2 separate regions of the Gossypium hirsutum genome follow, and region 2 is linked to region 1. The links are chromatin contacts, called in public Hi-C maps. All regions are on one chromosome and are shown on one strand. The core of a region is the stretch at or near the end of the contact, and the rest is flanking DNA. Distances in the headings are between cores, read along the strand shown.

The links. Hi-C and Micro-C count contacts between places; a contact is called where the count stands out from the background.
Region 2: a contact with region 1 is called in a Hi-C map of leaf, with 1.5 times the contacts expected there. The contact joins the promoter of LOC107899692 here to the promoter of LOC121220873 in region 1. A contact is called at or near these places in 2 of 34 Hi-C or Micro-C datasets (leaf and seedling).

What each region holds. Positions count from the first base shown.
Region 1 is chrD09:38,392,142-38,396,652 of Gossypium_hirsutum_v2.1, reverse strand. LOC121220873 (receptor-like kinase TMK3) reads left to right here and starts at 1,762. Exons shown (of 2, transcript XM_041100566.1): 1 at 1,762-4,511. The coding sequence starts at 2,279.
Region 2 is chrD09:38,557,477-38,561,987 of Gossypium_hirsutum_v2.1, reverse strand. It overlaps LOC107899692 (coiled-coil domain-containing protein R3HCC1L), which reads right to left and starts at 2,534. Exons shown (of 7, transcript XM_016825500.2): 1 at 2,032-2,534; 2 at 1,854-1,942; 3 at 1,549-1,614; 4 at 1,186-1,422; 5 at 471-632. The coding sequence starts at 2,285.

The DNA.
Region 1 (4,511 bases), core at 513-3,012:
TTCTTCTCCTAGTTAAACTCTGTTATTAGTTTCTCACTTAAACTCTAATTAATCTGGAGTTGTTATAGTCATATATGCTACAGCCTATAAATAGGCCTTAGTTACTATGAGTTTTACACAACAAAAATATTTAGATTGAGATAATTTTATTCTTTATTTCGAAGAGTTTTTCTTGTGGGGCTTCGGTTTTCTTTTAATTCTCTTCATTTTCATACTCTCCTTTATTACAGTGAAATATCCTTTTACCCATGATTTTTTATCCTCTTTTGAGGAGTTTTTCTACATAAAATTTGCGTGTTCGATATTTTCAATTCTTATTTTCTTCACTTTGTTCGTTGTTTAATTGGGTTTATCCCTACATTATGATCCCATAAATTATTTTTCAAGTAATAAAATGTAGAAGTTATCTTAACAAAGTCATTGGAGTTGTTATTTAGTCATCACCTTAATGCAATACTTGTGGTTTTTCCTTCTTGAATAAAAGAACATATATAAATGAATTGATTTGATTCAACAAAGTTGATTTAGGGAGATGGTGCAATCCATATTAGTAACCTCAACCTGGAGACGCTAGAGGGCCTTGCTTGCCACAGGTTCCTTGAACCTTTGCTCTATGCATTTTTAGTATTGCTCTTTCATCAAGCTTTTCATTTTTTTTCCTCATCCAAATAGAAGTTTATTAATAAAAGGAAGGCCACTGTGAATAGTATATCAGAACAATAAAGGTTCAAGACACCACAGGAAAAACAAGACAAAAGAGACGCAAAAAAAACAACAAATAAAAAAACCAAACAGGAACAGAACAGAACAAGAGCATATCAATCACCACCATACCTCGAAATGATTGGAGCTATCAATACCAACTTTCGCCCTCCCATCCGCCATATCAATCGTCGGGAAAAACCTGAAATGATACACTAAAAACTCCCTCAACACAAACATAGCCAAGGCACCTTCTCTCTAATCCCATTGAACCTTGTAGTCAAGCAAGGCCATTTCATTTTTCAACACAATGACCACCACAATTTCCATACAAATTTAACAAATTAAAACGTAAAGCAACACAGAATAATACAGCCCAAGCTCCAAATACAAAAGATATCAAGTATATAATTTCACTGATCTGCTCTGTCATCCCTCTCAAGGATCTGAATTAACTTAGAAATCACTTCCTCATCTGAACAACAAACTATGAAACCAAATTGTTTATTTCATCTAATTAAACGGTTCTTCTACTGTATCTTAATTGGTATCATCTTGCATTTCCAAGAATTGCTTCACATAGGGATCACATCTCCTCACATTTATGTAAAATTCTCACCCATTCAACTTAAGATTTAAATTAATTGGCATCATCTTAATTGAAACTAATTGAATTAAGAAACAAAACATATACTAAAAATTATTCAGCAAAGGACAACAATTAGTCAAGGAAACAGATATCATGCAAAGAAGAATAAATCACCAGGCGATGGAAAATAATTTACAAAGATTTGAAAGCCATTGCAAGATATGAATATAAAAACCCAAAAAATAAGGAAAATAAAAAAAATTGAATGTGATGAACCCCATGAGATCTTTGATAATAAGACTAGTGATACGGTAAAAAAAATGAATAAAATTATGTGCAATCCAAAAAAGGAATATTTGAATTTCAATTTAAACTGTATATACATTTTTATAAAATTTAATCTATCAATATAATGAGATGACGGTAAATGAATCCATTCTCCTTAAATGTTATATGGCGTCTTTTTATACATAATCGTTGTCGGTCACTTGTTGCTGCCTGCTGGTCTTTTCTTCTCCAATTCTCGTGCCAGATTTCAAGGCCAAAATCAATCAACTTCACCAAAGATGAAGGAAGGGGACACTCTAATAAATTTTGGTTCAAATGATATCAATTAACAGAAAAGAAAAAGTTGAATAAATAATTAAAAATTTTCAGAAAAAACAATGATACAACCTTTTCCTTTTTAATCTTTCACTTTAATCACTTGTCTCTTTCTTCAACTAGAAAAAAAAAACCCCATTTTTGTTCAAATCTGAGATTTTTTTGTCAACATTCTGTACCAAACTTCCTCTTCCTTTCTTTCCTTGGTTTTGGCCAAAACATATCACTTCCAGGTTCTCTGTTTTCTTCCTTTTATACACAATTATGAATCTTGGTCTTGTTTTTTATTCTTGGTTTTGGCTTCTTGAAATGTCATAGCTGCATTGGAGACTGTTAAATTCTTTCCTATTGTATTTTTTGCTTGGGGAAGGACCAACCTTTTTCATGGGATTTGTTCACCCAAGGTTCTACATTGGTTTTTTCTTGTGTATGTTTACAGTAGTTTACTGTGCTACAGATCCCAATGACTTGAAAATCTTGAACGATTTCAAGAAAGGGTTGGATAATTCAGAGCTACTTATGTGGCCTGAAAATGGAGATGACCCTTGCGGTCCTCCTTCTTGGCCTCATGTTTTCTGTTCTGGTGATAGAGTGACTCAAATTCAGGTCCAAAATCTTGGTCTCAAAGGACCTCTGCCTCAAAACCTCAACCAGCTCACAAAGCTCTTTAATTTGGGGCTTCAAAAGAATCACTTCAATGGTAAATTACCAACCTTTAGTGGTTTATCAGAGTTGGAGTTTGCTTACTTGGATAACAATGAATTGGATACGATTCCTGCTGATTTTTTTGATGGACTTAGCAGTGTGCGTGTCTTGGCTTTGGATTATAATCCCTTTAATAAGACTACTGGATGGCCTATTCCTAAGGAATTGGCTAATTCAGTTCAATTGGCAAACCTTTCTTTGGTTAACTGCAATGTGGTTGGACCATTGCCTGATTTTCTAGGGAAGTTGCCATCTCTTGTAGCACTCAAACTCTCTTATAACAGATTGTCCGGTGAGATTCCGGCTAGTTTTGGTGAGTCTTTGATGCAGGTTTTGTGGTTGAACGATCAAGATGGTGAAGGGATGACAGGTAAGATTGATGTGGTTGCCAATATGGTGTCCTTGACACAGCTTTGGCTTCATGGGAATCAGTTCACTGGGACAATCCCAGAGAACATTGGGAACTTGACATCTTTGAAAGATCTCAATCTCAATAGGAACCAGCTTGTTGGTTTGATCCCTGAGAGCTTGGCCAATATGGAGCTGGATAACTTGGTCCTGAACAATAATCAGCTCATGGGTCCGATACCCAAGTTTAAGGCTGGTAATGTTTCTTATGCTTCCAATTCATTTTGTCAATCTGAACCAGGGGTTTCATGTGCCCCAGATGTCACTGCACTTTTGGACTTCCTTAGTGGTATGAATTATCCTGTAAACCTTGCTTCTCAATGGTCTGGTAATGAACCTTGTGCCGGACCATGGATAGGATTGAGTTGCAATCCGAATTCTCTGGTTTCTATTATCAATTTGCCGAGACATAATCTTAGTGGTACACTTAGTCCTTCAATTGCAAAGTTAGAATCACTGATTGAAATTAGGCTAGGGGGAAATAGTATATATGGCACTGTTCCTGAAAACTTCACTGAACTAAAAACTCTGAGAACTTTAGATCTAAGTGGAAACAATCTTGAGCCTCCATTACCCGAATTCCGTGACAATGTGAAGGTTGTCATCGAAGGAAATCCTTTGTTGTTTGCCAATCATACAAGAGGGTCTTCTTCCTCTACTAGCAGTCCACCTTCTGCAAGTTCAGAATCTCCACCAAGTGGTCAATCAGGTGGTACAGAGTCACCTCCATCTAGCAGATCACCATTCCCAAATAGAGAGAAGAATTCTAATTCATCTACTGCTACTACCAATCAAGGTGAGTCCCAATCGAACATTTTCCAAAGGTTCCAGGTGGTAATTGTTGCTGGAAGTGCAGCTATTGCCATCTCAATTCTTCTAGTGGTTCTGTTTTCTATTTTCTGGCGTAAGAAGAGAAAAAGAGCTTCTGAGGCTCCTAGCTCCATAGTGGTTCATCCTAAAGACCCGTCAGATCCTGAAAACTTGGTTAAGATAGCTGTTTCTAATAACACCACCAGGAGCTTATTTAGTAAAACTGCAACAAGCTCTGGCAGCAGTAATAGCAGTGCAACACAAAGCTCTCATGTCATTGAGTCAGGAAACTTGGTCATATCCGTTCAAGTACTTCGCAAAGGGACCAAGGATTTTGCCCAGGAAAATGAGCTTGGCCGTGGTGGGTTTGGAACTGTTTACATGGGTGAACTGGATGATGGAACAAAACTAGCAGTTAAGAGGATGGAGACTGGGGTCATAAGCAGTAAAGCATTGGATGAATTTCAGTCCGAAATTGCTGTTCTTTCTAAGGTCCGGCATCGACATCTGGTCTCTCTCTTGGGGTATTCCATTGAAGGTAATGAAAGGCTTCTTGTCTACGAGTATATGTCTCAAGGTGCTCTAAGCAAGCATCTGTTCCATTGGAAGACCCTGAAATTGGAACCATTATCTTGGAAGAGGAGGCTTAGTATTGCACTGGATGTTGCTAGAGGAATGGAGTACCTACATAACT
Region 2 (4,511 bases), core at 1,285-3,784, 160 kb before region 1:
ACCATTATCACCACTTGTTATACCATGTCAATTTAAAAAGCCTGCAGCATCAGGCACAGACAAATCTCTGATTAAACTATATAAAGATAAAGGCTCCACGCCCATCACAAGTGATGTATAGACCAATATGCTTACAACTTGAAAACCTAGGTCAAGAAGCACTCCGACCTTATAACTTGAAACTAAAAAATGAACCAAAAAAAGTAAATGAGAAAACTCACCCTTCCCTCAAGATATCATTTTCCTTAATTGCATTCTGTTCTGGGACACATATTTAATCAAGAGGAATAATGCTTGTATCCAGCCCCAAGTTTAATCGATGCACGTTAAAGAGCTATAACCATGATACTGATTCCAGTTTTCTGAACTAGTGAAAATTTTAAAAGATAGCCCCTACCTCAAACTAAATTTAGATATTTAATTCACATAGCATACAAAGAAGCATCAATAATAAAGCTAGTAATTATTACCTACAGAAGGTGTTCGAAATACTGCAAGGGCTGTTGTATCATTGACCCAGCGGATGGCAACTCCTCGATCTCTGAAGTCTTCAAACAGCTTCTCTAGGTCTGTTGTCCTAGTACTTGGTGAAAAGTCAGCCAAAACAAGAACATGATGCATGCCATATTTAGCTGCGTTAAAAAGAATTTCCAACCGTAAATGACTAGAAAGACATAAAAAGACAATACAAAAAAGTTAATTTGAGAATTGACTATCAAACTAAAATCAGCCATCCAATGTGATGAATCAAGGTTCAAGAGGTTCTATAGTAACATATCCAAATCCATTAAAAAACTTATTACTTGCCCCCAGTTGCAATTTGTATTCATCTTACTGAAATAAAAAAAATAAAAAAAGGATAGCCCAGAGTTCTCAACCTTATACAGCAACTTCCATTAAACTTGTTATATTGATATGTTTGACCAGTGTAAAAAGAAAGAAAGACCATAAATAACTTGAAACCGTTGAAAAAGATATGACAAGACAAAAGAAAGCTTGTCATCAAAACACAGTGTTAAATATTTCAGTTTGAAAGGAATTCTACATCCTATTAGATCAAGGCCTGGGAACAAGCAAATAAACATAGTTTCAAGTTCAATAAGAAAAGACTAAGCTATCTTATACATATACAGAGCATTTATGGAAAAAAAAAAAAAACTTGAATTGTGAGACATAAAGGCTTACATTCCATCGTTTTTGTTTCAGGGTGTTTGCACACATCCTCATTATCAGTATCTTTCGATGCAGACACATCGGAGAGTCGATCGCTATACAATTCAGTTTTTCTATATGAAAATGTTCCCCTTCCCCGTCTCTTAGGGGCTTCAACTTTACTATCCTCCAAAGAAAGATTTGACACTCCAGGCAAGCATTCTGAGGAGAGTAATTCACTTGGTTCACGATCTGCAATGGCTTCCCAATCTGTACAAACCATTAGAATTGCAATTCCATAACAGGTCATCCAAAAAACTATTATACAGACATTTCAGAGAACCAAAAAAAGAGAAAGAACCATTCAGAGGGAAAAGCTATTGAAACGAAACATACCATCATCTGAAGATGATTTGAGTGTCCAACAATCACCAGGCAATACTGGTAACTTTTCAAGATTCCCTTTTGCAAAAAGATATAAAAAGAAAAATCAGTTCCACATAATTCATAGAGATACATACAATAAAATCCCCCCCCCCAAAAATGCAGACATATTAGGTTTTCCATCACACTACCCTACAAAAGAAGAAAAATTCTGCAAGGCACCGAAATACTATATGTGCATTCAAAAACCAAAAAAAAGTAGCAAACTCGATCCTCAAACGAAGGTTAAGGTAAAGAGTAAGTATATTGAGTTGTACCATGAGTCAAAGGATTGTCATTTTCAGCCAAAGAAACATCAGATGAAGTTAAGGAATCCTCCTTCAAGTCCTTGTTTTTCAGCCCTATACTGACGTTGGAAAAAGAAAAAGGCAAGAAAATTTTAGCATTGAAATTATTTCTATTTACATTAACAATAAATGAAAAGAAAGAGAGTACCTTGAAGAGTGAGCATGATGCTTGAGAAGAGAAGCGCGTGAAAGAAGTTGATCGGATTTAAGGGAGAAACCGATGGAGGAATAGAGAGAAGCTAAGTCAGAGAGAGCAGATGGTAATCGGAGGTCGTCGGAGGAGGACGCCGTCTGGAGTTGGGAAATGAGATTTTCGAGGAAGGAAATAGCGCCTTGCGTGTCTCCAGCAGCCACCAGATCCTCTACTTTCTCACTCCAACTCTCGTCTCCTCCTTTTTCCATTTTTCTTGTTTCCTTATTCCTCTTTGGTTGCTCTGTTTCTTCACACACACTTCATCACAACAAATCTGTGGCATATTTTATTTTTAAGCTCAGCTCAGCACAGCCAAGCCCAAATTAAAACACAAACTCTTTTAACTCTTCCTTTTGGGCCTAAAGAGAGAGAAAATAACACATATTTTTATTTTTGAGATTAGAGCAGCAGTTTTTTTTTTAAGTAGGAGAATGCACGAAAATGATATTGTTGAACCTGAACATGCACACTAAAATAAATCTAAAAAAAATAAAAGAAAAATCAATTAAGAATATGAATATAATTTTTTTATCATTTAATTGAATTTATTTATTTTTACATATAAAAACTCATAATTTGAAAAAGTAATAAAAGTAATGTATTAATTAATTAATCTAAGGTGTTGTTTGATAAATTGAAGAAAAAAATTAAGTATTGAAAATTTAACTATTAATTTAAGTTATAAAATTTGTTTGATAAATTACTTAAATTTAATTATTAAATATAATTAAATTGTTTGATAAATATAAAATTTAAATTATAAAAAATTAATTTTTATATTTTATCTTTAATTTTTAAACATTTCACCTTATTCTAAAAATTTAAAATTTTAAATGTAAAATTTTTTAGGATAATATAATATTAAATTAAATTAAATTAATCGAACCTATTATCTTTTTATATTTTTATAAAAGAAATCTATAAAACTGTTTTAATTTTGGATTATCAAACATATATAAAAATTAAAAAAAAAATTCAATAATTGAAGGACACCAAAGTTTTTGATGTTACAGTTGTCTAGTTTATATGGAGAAGAAAATCAGTTTGAAAGGTAATCTAATTGGCGCCTGCAACATAATAGCTATGGCTGAAATCATATAACTAATGAAGTCACAGAATACAATTTTGTATTTTGTCAAGTTTAAACAAGAGATATTATTTTAAGCTCTGTAAATAGGGTTTATGTTTAGTTGATCTAATAAATCCTTTTATTTTATATGACTTTATATTTGTTGCAATTCAATAATTCTTTAATTATGACAACTGAAGCGTTAAACAATATGTTAAGGCCATCAAACCAATGGCTATGATAAGTCACAGTGCATGTGCCTTGCTGCCAAAGAAGTATGCCAACCAATAAGCAAGCTGATTTTTTCTCTAGCAATCTGCTTGATTGGATGGAATCTAATTTATGTAGTCCTTTAAGGATGCTGAGTATAGGGATCACTTGGTCTAGTTTTTTGGGTTTAATTCTTTGACGGATATGGAAAAATAGAAATTTTTTTTTTATGTTTCAAGAAATTTTTTGGACTTTTTCTGAAACTATCAGTTCATCTGTTGGTTAGACTAAACAGTTCAATTTAGCTCATAAGAATGGTTCACAAGACAACTTAGAACCGTTTTTAATTTACCTTCATCAGGTAATTGGGTTATCTTACATATTGATGGTGTTGTTCAGTCAAATGCAGGTTTTGCTGTTGTTGGGAGTGTAGTGAGAAAATAAAATGGAGATTGAATCTTAGGTTTCAATAATTATTTAGGGGACTATTCGGTTTTTAAGGTCGAGCTTTGAGGTGTCATGAATGGTCTGATTCTTCTCAAAAGACGAGGGTTTAACAAGGTCTTGATTCATACTAGCAGTTTAGAGGTGGCTAATACCTTCTAGGATAGACAATTGACGAATTCATCCTCAAACTTGATGAGAAGGATTAATTGAAAATTAAACGCTATGGATCAATGGAGCATCGGACACATTCCAAGGGAGAGTAATTAAGTGGTTGATTGCATAGTTAAGATAGCTTATAATAGGACAATTGTAATACAAATATTTGAAGATGTCTCTGAGCAGCTTGAGGTAGGATTATGTGCAGATAGAGTTAATGATTTTTTAGAATAGGATTGTTTAGTTTAATTTATTTGCGTTGTTTACTCACAAAAAAAAAAAGAAAAAAAAAGAAGTTAATTTGCTAGTTGGATAGTGAGCAAATTATAAGAAAGTTGATTTTTTTTTATATAAAATATGACTTCTATTTTTATAAGAAAGTTAATTTGGGTCTCATCATTTCAAATAAGCATAATAATAAATTTAGTTTTTAATATTTATATATTTTATCAATTTAACTTTTATCTTTTTAGATCTAAATTTGGTCTTGACCTTTCAAAAAGTAGTCAAATTATTATTTTTAATGAAAATACTGATTAAAACATTAATTTTT